Linked DNA regions of Gossypium hirsutum: region 2 is linked to region 1. Evidence: chromatin contacts called from public Hi-C data. All regions are on one chromosome and are shown on one strand. The core of a region is the stretch at or near the end of the contact, and the rest is flanking DNA. Distances in the headings are between cores, read along the strand shown.

What was found. Hi-C and Micro-C count contacts between places; a contact is called where the count stands out from the background.
Region 2: a Hi-C map of leaf shows a contact between it and region 1, with 2.3 times the contacts expected there. The contact joins the promoter of LOC107934234 here to the enhancer-like site in region 1. A contact is called at or near these places in 11 of 34 Hi-C or Micro-C datasets (callus, leaf and petal).

What each region holds. Positions count from the first base shown.
Region 1 is chrA07:10,140,887-10,143,963 of Gossypium_hirsutum_v2.1, reverse strand. It overlaps LOC107934236 (transportin MOS14), which reads right to left. Exons shown (of 27, transcript XM_016866612.2): 27 at 2,851-3,077. Among protein-coding and RNA genes, the nearest start is that of LOC107934236, 20 kb to the right of the region's middle. Within about 2 kb of position 1,448, at least 7 of the 9 cell types and tissues checked have an H3K27ac peak or open chromatin away from gene starts, as enhancers often do. A contact at or near this core is called in leaf, where this site is marked.
Region 2 is chrA07:10,198,828-10,201,798 of Gossypium_hirsutum_v2.1, reverse strand. It overlaps LOC107934234 (14-3-3-like protein A), which reads right to left and starts at 1,548. Exons shown (of 5, transcript XM_016866611.2): 1 at 1,260-1,548; 2 at 77-590. The coding sequence starts at 562.

The DNA of each region.
Region 1 (3,077 bases), core at 199-2,698:
CCGCTCATCATGCTCAGAAAACTTCAATTGCCATGGAGAAGGCCTGGGGTTTTTCACAGAGACTGCTATAGACATTATGCTTCTAAGATGTGCGTTCTGTTTGGAATTAGAGGTTACCCATTCTACATGCTTGCTTCCAACTAGTATATCAATTATGTCCCTAACAAGATGTTTACCCTTATCATCTCGACGTAGTCCGGATAGCCTTGCTTCTTCATCATAAGTCATGTTCAGTTGATATGGTTCCTAGGGCAGCTATTGTTTTAATTGCCCTTTTCGGATTGCCAATTCTATTATGTTCTTCAAATGTACAAAATGCTTTGTGTGGTGCTTAAGAGCATTGTAATATATATAGTGATGGTTTGAGTTATTGCGATCCTGGCTAGGTGTTAGCTGGGGTGGCATTTACAAAATACCTTGGTACTCGATCTGATCGAATATCTGGGCTAGAGAGCAGGTGAGTTCATGGTAAGTTCTATATTGATTGTAAGGTGCCCGGAACCTTTGATCTTAGCCAACCTTGTTCCCCTGGATGGGTCCTGAACAGTCAGAGGCATGGACATTATTAACCCTTTGTCGATCTCTCTGATTTGAAGGGTTGTATTGCCTATGCTCCATGTTGCCTACCCTAGAATGGGTCATTGGCTGCTGATAGCCTTGAGAACGTTGTGGAGGGGAACGACGCGGAGGATTAGACTGCTGGATGGTGGACACAAAAGAGTTGGCACGAGCTCTTTCTACTTCATCACCTTTCAAAAATTTGTGAACCATTTCATACAACGCGGATAAATTGCTCGGTTGATTCCCAATAATGATGTACCTCAAATGTTGGTGGGTGGCCCCGACAGCAAAGGAGTGGATGACCCCTTAATCTGTAACCCCCCATTGTTATCATAGTGGTTGCACTGAAACTACGAACATAATCTCGGAGGGATTCATTCACCCCTTGGCATATGGTCATCAGATAAGCGGGAGACTGTTGAAGTGTTTTGTTGGCCAGGAAGCAGCTCATTAATTGCCCATGTAATTGCTCGAAGGAGTGAATGGATCCTCAAGTACTGATAGGTACCACTGTCGAGCCGTTTGAGAGAGGGTCATGAAGAATGCTCTAGACATGATACTGTTAAAGGCCCTAAGAATTTTCATGTGATTGTTATAACGAGCTAAGTGGCCTTCTAGGTCTCTTGAGCCATTGAATATGAATTTCGGGAACATGAAAGAAGCTAAGATATGATTGGCTAATACCTCAGGAACGAGTGGCTCACTGGAATAGTTCCAAATGGATTCATCTACTTTGCCTCCATTTCCTATAGCATTTTTATATTGAATGCCTTGAGTCGCTCCACCGAGGAAGCGTTGTTGTTGCCTTGAGTATTCTGGGACACGACCGACTGGTTGCTATTTTCTGGTGGGTCATTCGGATTGTGACGTTCATGATCCATGTGGACTATGGATTGAGCTTCATTGCCCAAATGGGTAGGGTCGTCCCACCTGGGGACCTCTCGAGCTGCCCACAGCTTGTCAATCAACTGCTCATTTTAAAATTAAATTAGGACCAAATTGCTATTTGAACTAGAAATGAATTAGTTTTAATCTAACTAAGACTTAACTCAAATTATTATACACCAAATTAATTTAATTATATATCTAAACTATATCTAAATTATATCCAACAACCCAATGCAATCCTAAGATATCCTAAATTAATTAAAGGCATTCGATAAATCATTGAATTTGTTTTTCATTGAAAAGAAATTTTTAACATTTAATTTTTATGAGTTTGATAACCATCATAATTTTTTATTTAATTCAAAATTTTCAAAAAAAATAGTTGAATGAATTAAGTAAATAAATAACTATTTATCACTTAAAAGTTGAAAAGATTAAAAAAATTATATTCAAAATAAATTATCTTGTTAGTTTTGTTAGTAAAATATTCAAATTCTTATATTTAATTTCTATCCAAAATCTCTAAAATAATATAAATTATTACATCAATAACATTAAAATTATGAAATAAATAATTTTCGAAAATTAAGATTTATTATTATTAAACAACATTATATGTGGTACTTAATTTTATTAGGGTAAACTACATTTGTGATTGCCCAACTATCAATAAATTTCTTTTTGGTCATTCAACTATAAAAAGTTACAAAGTTATTGCCTTAGCTACCCAACTATTTCAAGTGTTTTCATTTTTACGTCTGTTAGTGATAAAAAAATATTCAAGAGTTATGTAACCATTCTATAACTCTTGATAGTTGGGTGATCAAGAAAGAAATTTATCAATAATTAAGCAACCACTTTGTAACTTTTTATAATTAGATAACAAAAAAATTCTAATAAGTGTATTTTACACTTTTTATTAACACAACAAATTTATAATATAAATTTAAAACCTATAAAATTTTGTATTAGAAAATGTTCAACACTTAACCTTTTAGTTTATCAAATAATACTCAACTTAATTTAATTAATTAGTTTATAACATTAATCCAAAACATATAATTAACTATCCTAGAGTAAATGTCAATCTAATAATAACTTATCTTTAAATTAATTCAGCAAACCGAGATTAATTAGATAATGAAAAATTGATCCCTCAATTTATAATGTTTCTTATTTCAGTATCTATATTTTTTGGTAAAAAATCAGGAAAATGAGAGAATCGTACAAGTCACCGAGCGGTCCAAGGCGATTTTCGAATGTCCGACTTTTTAATCATTGGATATAAGAATTGTTTCAGATCTAAAGCTGATTATAAAATGATTGGTTGTAAGGATACAATAATAATGCATGGCGAAGAAGATCGTTCTGGTGTACTTAACATGCAGAGAAACATGCAAATGCAGAAAAAAATCCGTCTTTCACCTTCTAACCATTACAAAACTAAACTTACAACACTGTATACCAACACCAAGGCCTTTTCACCCAAAATTAAAATAAATAATAATTGAAAGCCAGTGCATTCGAGACGACTGGGAGCACCCCATATCTCGAGCAGAAGAAGATACAACAGCCCATTCTCTCCCTATTGTGAAACAAATAAATGCCCAACACTCACCTCAAAGACA
Region 2 (2,971 bases), core at 299-2,798, 58 kb before region 1:
TCCAGTGAAAGAAATGCTTAAGGAATTATAGAGAAAATAACTCATACTGACAAGACTGCATCAGCAATTGACCCACCTGAGCAGACTTGTAAGCCAACAAAGTGCTCTCGGCAGCTTCCTTCCTCTCAGCACCAGTCTTAAACTCAGCAAGATACCTGTGATAATCACCCTTCATCTTAAGGTAGAACACCTTCGACTCAGCAGATGAGGCCAAAGGAATGAGGTGAGATTCAAGAAGGCTCAAAATCCCATCACAGATCTTGCTAAGCTCAGCTTCAATCTTACCCCTATACTCCTTTAGTTGTGCAACATGATCCTCATTTCCTCTGCTCTCTTCCTTCTGCTCAATGGAAGAGATGATCCTCCAAGACGCCCTCCTTGCCCCAATCACATTTTTGTAAGCCACTGAGAGAAGGTTCCGTTCCTCAACAGTCAGCTCCTCAACATCAACAGTTTTTGCAACTTCCTCCATGAACTCCACCATTTCCTCATAGCGTTCAGCCTGCTCAGCCAGCTTGGCCATGTAAACATTTTCCTCTCGTGATGATTCAGTTGGAGACATCTTTACAATATCAATCTAATACGTGATCCTGAGAACAGAGCAAGATTTACTCTTTTTTTTTTAATACAAACATTTCTAACCAAATCATGGGTCTAAACAAGAGCATCCACATCTAGAACAATCATTCGAGACATTCTCATTCCTCAATCCTAAACATAACCCCCCCCCCCCCAATTTTTAGCTCTTCGGTTCTTCAAAATTTTCCAACTTCTAGATCCAATCTTACTACCAAAAGATATAACCTACATTTAATTAATAATCCAAAAAAAAAGGATCCAAATTGTGAGTAAGATGAATCATCAGCACTAGCTCCTATCCTCCATTCCAATTTCCAACAGTTCCTCAGTATCCAAACTGTTATTTCTGGTTAGCTGAACTTTCTACTCTACAGCTTGGGAACAAAATTTCCTATTTCTTTTTTCCCCAATTTCAAGGAACCAAACAGACCACCAAAGAAGAAAAGAATCCCTAATTAGGAAAATCACGCAATGAAGAGCTCAAATCCTAAACAGATTGATTCTAAACCTATAAAATTAAAACAAAAAGAAAAAAGAAGAAGCTACAAAACCATTCATTGCATTAATAAAAAATCTAAGAACAAAATCGGGAAACGTATAAAAATTAAAACCCTATAGATCTCAAATTAAAGAAATAAAATCCAAAATTATCAATAAAACGACGACCAAGAGTGACGTACCGATCGACGACTTTTTCGTTGGTGGAAGTGAGAAAGAGAAAATTATTCTAGGGAGTGAAGACTAAACTCTGAACAGCTAGAGGGCTGGTTTTTTTATAAAAAGGGTATCAAAGATTACACCAAAAACACAAACAAAAAAAGTATCAAAGAGAGTAAGGGAGAAAGAGAGGGTGGTCCAATGAGACGGCGACAAGTAGTGGATAGCAGAGATTCCCTTGGAGTTTTGGGCTTGTGAAGCTGAGAGCCGAGTTAGTACATATTTAAGAGGAAAATTGAATGAAACTAACATACAATGTTATTAATTTATTTTTCAATAATTTAATATTAATTTAGTATTTTTATCTTAAATTGTAGTATTTTTATTTTTGAAAAAAATTAAATCCAAAATAATGTATTGAAATTTAGAATAAAAATATTGAAATGATATTGAATTATTGAAAAGGTATGAAATCGAATAGATATATTTGTTTAGGTATGAAATTGAGTAGAAATTATTAGGTAGTTTTTTTTTGTTTTTTATCTTGTAAATTATGCTCTTTCACATAAAAATAGTGTTTTGCATGTAATTAAAAATTGCTAACTCATTTTTAATTTTTATTTCAATTCATTTTCATTTTTCTTTCATCACTCTTAATTTTAGACGAAAGCGACTTTTTAGAATTGTTTTTCGTGTGTTTTTGACCAATTTAATTAGTTAATTTAGACCTCTAAAAATTTATCTTATGATATTCTATTTTTTCGAGCCTCCAATGATTTTAATTATATGATTTTTTATATTTTATATTTATCTTTTGGTATATCCCATTAAATTATATAAGTTTAATTCTATGAGGATTAGGTTTCCGCATTAATCTATTTAAGCTATAAATCCAAAGATTCAAGGAGGGCATGATGTTTTCCGACACTTTAACCCCAAAAATTTAGCGGAAATTGTTTTTCATGACACAATTTTTTAGTTTTCATTATTTCGTATGAAATTTGAGTTATTAGAAAAAAACAATTTTTCAAATTTTTCATGTGTTTTTGAAATATTTGATTAGTCAACTTTGAGTTCTTATAAATTCATCTTATGATATTCATTTTTGTCAATATTTGTAGTATGAAATGTGGTATTTCATTTGGTATATCCCTTTAGGTTATATGATTATTGAATTAGGGGAACCAAGTTCTCAAAATAATATACTCCAAACTGTAAATTCAGGAATTTTAAGAAAGTGCGATATTATTATAATTTGACGCATAGAATTTAAGTTATTAATAATCATTTTTTAAGAATAATTTTATTATTATTATTATTATTATTTTTGAAATTTAAATTATTAGGTGAAAACAAATTCTTAAAGTTGGGTTTTGACAATTTGACTAACTAAATTTGAGACCCTATAAATCCATATTATGATATTTATTTATGTCTAGGACAAAGCAATTTTCAAAGTTGAAGTTCAACGGTGTTTGAGATTTGATTAGCCAAATTTAAGCCTTTTTAAATCCATCTTATGATATACATTTTTGTTGAACCTTAGATAATGCTTATACTATGAAATGTATTCTTTTCTGTTTGTGTATCTCTTTAAGCTATATGACTAATGTATTTGGAGAACCAAAGCCTCAAGTTAGCTTACTTGAAGCTTTAAACCTTGAAATTATGGACAAAATATAATATTTGGACTCAACATTTTAGGTTTTTGATAATAATTTTTTTATAAATAATT